Linked DNA regions of Triticum aestivum: region 1 is linked to region 2. Evidence: chromatin contacts called from public Hi-C data. All regions are on one chromosome and are shown on one strand. Each heading gives the region's core, a stretch centred on a gene start, on an enhancer-like site or on the middle of the called end of the contact. The rest is flanking DNA. Distances are from core to core; before and after follow the strand shown.

The links. A called contact is a pair of places that touch in the nucleus more often than the background predicts.
Region 1: a contact with region 2 is called in a Hi-C map of leaf, with 7 times the contacts expected there. The contact joins the promoter of LOC123044486 here to the enhancer-like site in region 2. A contact is called at or near these places in 3 of 5 Hi-C or Micro-C datasets (all in leaf) and 1 of 1 datasets of contacts at active chromatin or transcription factors (leaf).

What each region holds. Positions count from the first base shown.
Region 1 is chr2B:223,614,362-223,619,701 of IWGSC CS RefSeq v2.1, reverse strand. LOC123044486 (ribosome-recycling factor, chloroplastic) reads left to right here and starts at 1,733. Exons shown (of 12, transcript XM_044467226.1): 1 at 1,733-1,965; 2 at 2,903-3,023; 3 at 3,107-3,173; 4 at 3,270-3,365; 5 at 4,124-4,221; 6 at 4,306-4,417; 7 at 4,986-5,027. The coding sequence starts at 1,884.
Region 2 is chr2B:222,861,187-222,865,977 of IWGSC CS RefSeq v2.1, reverse strand. No RefSeq gene overlaps it. Among protein-coding and RNA genes, the nearest start is that of LOC123044483, 15 kb to the right of the region's middle. Within about 2 kb of position 1,412, at least 8 of the 8 cell types and tissues checked have an H3K27ac peak or open chromatin away from gene starts, as enhancers often do. A contact at or near this core is called in leaf, where this site is marked.

The DNA.
Region 1 (5,340 bases), core at 484-2,983, 750 kb before region 2:
CAAATTGTAATTTCTTATATGGAGGCTCTTTGCAATACATCTTGGGGCAACGTGCAAAATTTATGTTGGACTCATGAGTCGGTGCGGTAAAGCGTGCATGTTGCTTCTAGTTTTATTGTTAACCATGCTATGGTCCAAACTCCTTTTTATTCTGCTCATATGATATTGCTCATCTTTTGTTTTCTGTCCCGATGCCTCATGTATTTATAAAAAAATGCAGGTCATGTATTTGAAAAATGTTCAATGTGTATAAAAATGGTTCTAATGTAATAGAAAAATGTATGATACGTACGGAACTTTTTTGAAATTAGAACCTATGTTTGAAAAAAGTTTGTTTAGGATGTACCTGGAAAGTGTTAAATGTGTATAAGAAAAATGTTGCTTATGTATACAAAAAATGTACAACTTGTATGAAAAAATAGATATTAGAATATATATATATATATATGAAAAATTGTTAATCATGTACTTGAAAAATGTTGAACGTATATAAGTTAAATGTTTCCACTATATATATAAAACGTCCATTTTTTATTAAAAAAGACAGACAGCAAAACTTATATCTGAAAAAGGTTAATCATGTATTTTCAAAAATGTTTAATGAGTATATAAAAATGTTCTTATTGTATTAAAAAAATATAATATGTATGAAAAAGTGGAACTCAAAAAAAATTATTGTGAATCATGCATTTTAAAAAGATAAGCCCATATAATAACAAATATGTATAATCCGTATGAAAAATAAAATAGGCATCAAAAAATATATTTGAAAAAAATATTAATATTATATTTAAAAATTATTTAACATGTACAAGAAATGTATCTAATGTATACGAAAAACTGTAGACTTGCGTTAAGAAACCTGAAGAAAACCAAAATGAAGAAAAGGAAAAAAGCTAAAAAGTGAACGAAGAAACATAGATAACCAAAGAAAAAACTAAAAAGAAAACAAATAAAACCAAAAACCACAAAAAATAGAAGAAAACCCGAAAACCCATTGCAAAACAGCCCAAAACCATACTACGGTACTGGGCCGGCGAGGGGAGCATGCATCTCACTACAGGCCAGATATAGCTCCCACCGCAATTGCTATGTATCGCCCGTACTTGATATATAATAGGGCTCGCCCACAGTCGCTACAGTACCAGACCGGTCCATTATTGCGTGTTGGCACATTTGCTTCGCCGGTCGTCTGTTTAATTTTTCCTTTTTCTGTTTTCTTCAGTTTTGTATATTTATTTTATGGTTTTTATTCGTTTTCTCCGGTTTGTTTGGAGTTTTCATTTTTCCTATGGGTTTCTTTGTTTTCTTTCATCAGTTTCCATCAATTATCTCTGGTTTTATTTTTAAAATCCCTTTTATATTTTTAACACATGTCTACATTTTTCATACGCATTGTATATTTTTTTCCTGTACGTTAGGAATATTTTTTACACATGTTTAACTTATTTCAAATACATGATTAACATTTTTCTAGTATATGTTTTTACGTCTAATTTTTTTCACACAAGTTTTATCATTTTTATTGTACAAATAATGTTTTTATAAATGTTTCATAATTTTCAAATACATTTTTTACCAAAACATGGTTTGAAATTTTTTTGAATGCACGTTGGAAATGTTTTTTAATAATAAAAACATTTTTATGAACTATGGAAAAAGAATCTCTCAAGTTTTACGCACGGCCCATAAGAAGGCACCAAGCATTCATGATCTGCGAAATAATTGGAGTCCAGCAGGCGCTACTAGCCCACGAGAGCTCACAAACCTCTTCGGCCATTTCCCTCCTTCCCCTCCTTCCTCTCCTTATCCACAATTTCCATACCAATCCACAACTCTCCACTCGGCCTTCCCCTCGCTACCACTCCGCCTGCTGCCGCGCCATGGCGCTCCACGCCGTCTCCCCTGCGGCGGCGGCCTCCCCGCCCTGCGCCCTCTCCTCTGCCCGTCTGCCCCAGCGCCCAGGTTGCTCCTCCTTCCCCCGCGCTTTCCCGCTTCGTTGAAACCCGCGAGTGTCATCCGTATTCTGCTTTTATCATTCATGGTACGGGTTTCGGCGTAGTAAGCACTGTAGCGCCAAGACGAACCCCAGGTCAGGAATGCGGTGGAATGCAAATGCCGGTGCTTTTATCGCTTCTCCGTTCACGGCACTACCTTTGCATTTAGGTTGCTGTTTGCGTCGAGCCAGCCTATAGACAAACGAAGACTGAATCGGATTTGGAACGGCAAGCTCTATACTCCACTGTGCACTTGGATATGTAATTGAGAGTCATTTCAACGTGCATTTCACAATGCCTGTGGAAAATATGTACTAGTATTACTTTACTTGTGGTTTCAAGCTAATGTCTTCCCCAGGCTGTTGGGATACTAGTATTTCTTTGCACTTAAATAAATAAGATATCAGGAAACCATTGACAGTTGTTATCCTTCACAATTCAGGGTCATTCAGAAGTGACCGAAGCCATTTATAAATCGATGTATCTCACGAAATTCATCACTGGATGTTCATTGTTTGTCGTGGAAAACTGGTGAGATGGATGTAGTAGCTAATGTGGCTCCAAGTAACTAGTTTCTACTCCCTCCGTCCGGAATTAGTTGGCACTCAAATGGATGTATCTAGATGTATGTCAGTGCTAGATACATCTGTTTGAGCATCAACTAATTCCGGACGAAGTAGATAAGAGCAGACTGCTGTATTCACATAATTTCATCAGCAAGGAACAATGTGACAAGGCATCATCAATCATCAGAACATACTGCATTCAACATGTTGTGGTTCTTTCTCAGTACTGCTTCTACCATATTTACATATTCCTACTTGTTTACAAAGCAACCAGAGTACATATTCCTACTAGAACTCAATGTTGGGCAAGGTCTCACCAGAGAATACTGTATTTCACAGGTTGTGGTTGTCTCTCAAACCGTTCATCCCTGTTAAGTTCGTCCACAAACTTCATGAAATTTCAGTCTGGAGCAGTGGGTTTCTTTGGTGTGCCTTTGGTTCTTCAACACTCGGACAAGAGGCGAGTAGTTTTGCATTTAAATATTTCTTATACTTGATGAGCTTCAAGTTAGTCTTCGTTAACTTGTGATTATCATGTATCAGAGCAGTTTTGAGGCATGCCACTAATGAAGAAATTGAGGAAGAAAAGATGATCGTTGAAGAACAAGCTGTAAATAACAATGCAACTCTGTATTAGAAGTGTTAATATTTGCCTTGTAAAGTCTTTTACGCATGGTGCTAACTAGCTGGCACTATGTATTGTCAGAAAGAAAAGATGGAGAAGGCCATTGAAACAGTTCAATCGAACTTCAATACCGTCAGGACTGGGCGGGCAAACCCGTCTATGCTCGACAGGATTGAGGTTTGATGATTATTCCCGGAAATCCCTTTTGGAGCTCGGGCTCCAGTGAGGCCTCCGGATTCAAATTTCAAATTTCATTGAAATTCGTATTTTTACACCTCAAAAAATTCTGAAAAAAATCACAGATATATATGAAGGCATAATACACATGTGTGTAAATTTTCAGTTCAAAATACATTGAAATGAGGGCTGTGCAAAAAAGACAAATCTGGGGCTGTTTAACACATGATACTATCCATCCTCCTAGGCCATGGATTTGTCTTTTTTGTACAGGTCGCAATTCAAGGTATTTCATCATGAATTTTTACACATATGTGAGTTACATCCTTACATACACGCATATTTTTTTTCAGAATTTTTTGAACCATAAAAGTTTGAATTTGAATTTTTCAAAAATAAAGGCCTCCATGGAGCTCGGCCTCCAAAACGCCTTTCTCGATTATTCCTTCTTTTTTTTATATTCTGAAAGTAACAATTGCATGATAGCACCTGTCATTCCGTGTAATGTCCTTTCTGTATCTGTATAACAATTTAATTGGTTTACTCCATAACTAGGCTACGTGTGAACCAGTAGTTATTTCAGTAGGCTAATAGTTACCATTCAATTCTGAACTGATATCAGTGGAACAATGTGTGGTCAATACAATTCATTGATTTTGTTTGGAAACAATTGAATTAGCATATGCAATTATGGCTAAAGCACAAAGAGGTTACTGTGCAATGGTGAAGCTGCTCATATGGCGAATAATTCCTTGCAGGTTGAGTACTATGGAACTCCTGTAAACTTGAAGACTATTGCACAGATAAATACCCCAGATGCGACTTCTCTTCTTATCCAACCATATGACAAGTCTTGGTAAGCTATTTATCGTCCCCAGTTTAGGCATAGCTTGGTATTGCTTTGTACGTCCCGTGTTGTTGACATATATATACTGTGCAGCCTCAAGCTCATTGAGAAAGCTATAGTTGCTGCAAATATTGGGGTAACACCAAGCAATGATGGAGAAGTGATACGAGTCACTGTCCCACCATTGACATCTGACCGCAGAAAGGTTTGTGCATTACATTTCCAACCTCTTGTGCTTAAATTAGTAGTATTGTGCATTTAAATTCTGACTCGTTTGGTCACACTTTTAGTTTGCATGATTGTGCCTATTTCTTCTTCCTTGTGTTAAAATTCAATTGGGAAATATGACAACAACAAATCTTAATATGCACACCATTTCTCGAATCATAATAGTAAGGAGACTTTAATAATTCATATCTGAGACCTAGACACACCAGCTAAGAGAAAAGATAACTCTTGTACTAAAATATGTTTCTGAAACTTATGTGATTCCCAAGTGGCACCTTCACTGATTTGTTAGCACCATAAAATACAACATTCTTTAACTCAAAGATCAGAAATTGATTTGAACATGATGCGTAAAAAGGGCATGTTTTTTCTAGTGAACATTTTAGATGGATTATCTGGTAAGTGTTGCTTGCTGCTTAAGTGTAGTTGTTCAAGCATAGGAATTTTCTATAGCTTGATAACATGTCCAATCTATAGGTTTTGCACAGATAATAAAATTCTTATATCTTTTTTCCCAATTAATCTTCTCTTTTTTCATGGGGCAGGAAATGACAAAAAACGTAGCCAAGTTATCTGAAGAAGGCAAGGTACAACCTCACCTTGGCACACATTATACATTCTTTTCAGCAGAATATTTATAATTATATTTATACCGGGGCTTAATTTTCTGTACAACGTTTTCATGCATTTTATTTATGATTGGCCACCCTACTTGCACTATTTCAACAGTTTGAAGTACCCCCGTTCCTAAATATTTTTCTAGAGATTTCAACAAGTGACTACATACGGAGTAAAATGAGTGAATCTACACCATAAAATATGTCTATATACATCCATATGTGGTAGTCCATTTGAAATCTCAAAAAAGACAAATATTTAGGAATGGAGGGAGTATATCTG
Region 2 (4,791 bases), core at 163-2,662:
TCCGGTCCGGATCCAGATGCCAGTGGTGCGGCAGCGTCACGTCGGGGTAGGGCAGCGGCTGCATGTACTCCCCGTGCCACCATGATTGGTGCATCGGGATGTGCAGACGCCGGTGACCTGGACGAAAACGCGCCGGTGTCGGAGAAGGAGCACGGGAGGACGAGGCGTCGGGCGTGCCCTTGCCCTTGCCCTTGTCGCTGCTGCTACCGAAGAGTCCCATGGCACGCTAGGGTTTGCTGTCGCCGGTGAGGAAGCAAAAGGAGTGGTGGGGGGCAAATGTGGATGAAAGTGGATGAGGCCGGCCCCGTCGCACGCGTGCTTAAAAAAGGATGCTTTCACTGGCTGACCAATGGACCCTCTGTTGGTGGTCGTATAAATAAGACGACGGACGGTAGTTGGCTGGCCTACAGATGAAGCGTGGCGGACGTCGACGCGCCGACGCATTTCAAGCGCAATTTTGGGCCGGAAATGAATCGGCGCGGACGCCAGGCGAACGAGATTTGGGTTTGGGTCAGCGCGTTGGGTCACCACTTTTATTCGCGCCGACCCAAACAGACGCAGGGGACGAAATGAATCGCCCCATTGAAGTTGCTCTTAAGCCACTTATTTTAGAACGCGGAGAGTATCACGCTAAACGATGATAAACCCACAAAGTTCACCGGTACAGAAAAATTGGCACATTTTTCAGTACACGAGTCGAAATTGGCCATCGACGGGAGTACTGATGACCACCGGACAAGCTGGGGATACTCGACCCTCAGAAAAAGAAAAAAGCTGGACGATACTGCGTTCCGAAGTCAGACAGTAAAAGCAGTTACTCCTACAAAGCGGCAGGTTAACCGCGTCAGATCATGCGGCATAACCGCGCGTATAACCAGGAGATTCTTCTTCCCCGAGGAAAAAAAAAACCAGGCGATTCTCCACGGGCACGGAGCAGGCGTGGTCGCGGTGCACCATGTGCTGTCGTGCACCACAGGGCGAGAGAAGAAAAAGGGCGCGCGGTGCGGATGTGGCGGGGCCCGCGCCGAGGATAAGCCTCCTTTTTTTCCGTGATGACAAGCACGAAGAGCGAGCGAGGGATAGAGAAAAAGAAGGAGCACGGGGCCCGCGGCGCGTACTTTTCGCTGCCCGCCAGCCACTGACATGCGGGCCCGACGCCGTGCTGGCGCGGGCCCCGCGCGTCAGTTTCCGTCTTCCCTCTCGGGCTTTCCGTCCGCGGTGGGGGCCTGGTGCGGTTCGGGGGCGGGAAAAGCGTGTGGGGGTCGGGGACCACACGCCGCTCACGTGAGCCCCGGATCTTGCTGGGCAAGGCGAGCCGCGCACGTGGCCGCCGGATCCTCTGCGGCAGCGCCGCGTAGGGTTGTTGATGCTGCCGCCGCTAGGCTGGTCCATCCAGCTGCACCGCACCTGGTCCACGGCCTCCGGTCAGTGACCAGCGTGGTGGGGCCCGCCCAGACCGGACGCCCGAGCGATGCCCCGAGAGGCCTGCGTCGACTACTACGTGTGAATCGCGTAGGCGATGAGATACGTATATACCACGGTGCTGGTACTACTTCTATACGAACATGGAAATGACTGTCGCCGAGCCGGGCAGTGGGCTGTGAGACGTACTGTACGTTTTTTTTTGTTTTTTGTTTTTGCAGACTGAGAGACGTACGTACCCCGCTCTCTCTATGTAAATCCACTTGTATGGAGAATGGTACACCGTACACCGGTACACGACTGTGGCGTTGTTCTTAGGTAAGCATGGCGCGTCGATCTCACTTTTGCCGAGGTTGGCATGGCAGGTCGCTTGTCACTTCACGGTGGAAAAACACTTTTGAGTCTTTGATGAGGCACGTACTATATGTATGTGTCAATGTCATAGTCACCGTGCTTTTCGTACCAATAATGCGTAGATAATACTCCCGGGCCCAGCATGCCTATCTACTTGAGAATAATTAAAATAGAAAACAACATCAACCTGGAAGAGTTCTTTAATAGCAACAGGTCAAGATCCAAAACTTCACAATGCAGCAAGCAGCCTGGAAAGCCAAACAGTCGGCATAGAAATGAGACGCGCGCAAGCAAGCAAGCAAGCAATGTGGTACGGCCGGCACGCTCCGGATAGATAAGCATGATGTGTTTCCGTCCTTGTTGAACGATTCCGAGCATGAATGACATGGACGGAACCACACCACGCAGGCTCTGTCCAAGCATAGCATATACAGACCCCTGCGTCACGGTCGATCTCGAACGGCGCGCCCTGGCTCGAACTCTGCGACGACCAATCCCGCGCCATGCCGGCCCGACGCCGCGCCGATTCACATCTCATCGAAGTCCTCACGTCATCATTGGGTACCCTGCCCTGCCCTGCCAGCAGCAGCAAAATATCGAAGCAGGGAAGGAGCAGTAGTAGTACTTGCCCAGCACCAACAGAAAGAGAGAGAGAGATAGGGGGAAATCCAGACGGTCGCCGCATTGCATTCCGTCGCGCTCCGGCTTAGGCCCTGGCACGCTGGCTCCCTCCCTCTCCCCGTTGACCCGCGGGAAGCTCTCGCCTGAGCTCAGGCATGACGCTAGGGCAATCGCGGAGTCCCAAGGCCAAGCACTGAACGAACCGCGAGGCGAGCGACACCAACGTACCTCACACTCCAACAGCGAGCACCAAGGCACCCCGCCTCCTCCCGCGGCCACCGTCGGTGAAATCTCGCGTGTCGCCGATTTGTTTCACACCGGCAGCAGCCTTCCAATCCGGGGGACGAGACGGCCAGCCGGGCGGCGAGTAGCGGAGGAGCTGGCTGGGCTCCATGGAGAGCGAGACAGATCGAGAGGGGCGCGCGCGCGCCTTTGCACTCGCCACCGCGTGGGTTTTATAATGCCGTTCCTGTTGCCATCAGCTTCCACCGATTTTTCCATATAAAAAACGATCTCTGCACTGTGCGCGTACTTAAATGGGTCGATGGGCTCGCACAGCCAGGTCAATTGTATACTCTGTGGCGGAGTATTTAAAGGCTTGCGGATCGTGTGGGCGCACCACACCACACCCCCGCTGGACTTTCTCTAGTGATGATCTTTGAACGCCACCAAAGGTGCTTGGGCCTTCTCAATCGATTAATCTAAGAGCCCGTTAATCTAATGTTGGACCGAGTACCTAAGCATGAATTTTCTATCTTGGTAGAATTGCATGCATATGCATGATGATGGTGACTAGTTGTAGGAGCTAGTCACTAGCCCTCTGAAAAATACTGTTAATAAGACCTCTCTCAATGCATTGGTGCTAAAGTGGGGTGCTAAGTGCATTAAAATGCTTAGCAACTAATGTCCCCAATGCATCGGTGCTTAGATTTTGTAGCTAAGCCTTCTCTATTTAATTGTTTAGTAATAAAACTCCTTCATGTATTGGTTGGTAGTCTTTTTGTCTAGGTTCACGTGCTTAGCATTGGTTTTTGTTGGGGTCACCATAATCCTCTCTCTTCTTTTTAATTGCTTTGCCACATCATTTTTCTGCCTATGTGGCATCCTTAGCACTTGTACACCGTGGAGCACTGAGAAGGGCCTAAGCTGTCGAACGGTATAAAAAACGTCGCAGCTTTCCAGAATGCACATACTGCCTGGAGTATTTCATTTCGCTCACGGGAAACAATATAAGTAATTTCAAATTTAGTAATATCACTATCCATATAAACTTTTTGTCAAATCACCATCACCTGTATTGTCAAAGTTGCATCCATTGGGATCATTTATTACTTTGAGGAAGAGTGTGTGGAGGAAGCATGGGAAAATATACTGTATTTGTTAAATTATACCGATATGCATATATGCATGGATGTAAAAAAATGACATCAATAATGCTACTACAAATATTGATATTTTACATTGTCATCCACATGAGTAGGATGTGGAAAATTTGCTGGTCCACACTCTAGCCACATGTCCAGCTCACATGACAAGGATATATACCAGTCCACGTCGCAACAGAAAAGGGAAACTTGTCTAGTAACATATTGCAGTCCATTCACAATCGCATTCATCGGTTGGTCCAACACTCTAACCCTGATAGATAACATATCATTTGGGTAGGCAGATGACCTTTCCACCCTCTCACGACACAGGATTGGCAATGGCAAGCCAAGCCACGCATTAGTCTATAGACAGTCTCTTGATTATTTGACCACATGCACCGCCTCGCCCAAGCAATGACCAAAGATGATGATGGCTTTGTATTTGTGCGCCCTGCACTTTGTCCCTTCTTAAATCAGTCACTGGCTAGCTTGCTTGCTTGCCCTTTTCATTGTGATTGTCTTTGATCGCTCCGCTATTCCCCCTTTCCTTTTTCATTCTCCAGAGGCTAGGTGCCATTCTAGACGAGACTGGCCACCATCCAGTGATGTCCTACTAATATTGATTTTTTCCGATAAAGAACATTTCATTGAATTGATATATCGAGGTGATACAGCCGCATTCAAAGGATGCCCGGTCTCTACATGGTAGAGATGCACACAGCCAACAAATCTAACGCAGCCAAAAATAAACATCGTATTACATCAATGATAAATCAGTGTTGTATACGGTGGGAAGATCCTATCCGAAGATTACACTAATATTAATGGTATGCAATATCAAATAAATATAGTATTTCCTCCAATCCATATTAGTTGTCGCTGAAAAAGATGTATCTAGAACGGATAGAAGAAAGTATCAATATTTATTTCATGATGGATCTACTAGTACCATTGTAGCGTTATGGATGCTTTCTTTATCTCTCTCTCTTTCCTGAGAAGTGTCTGGGTCGTCCGCTCTAATATATGA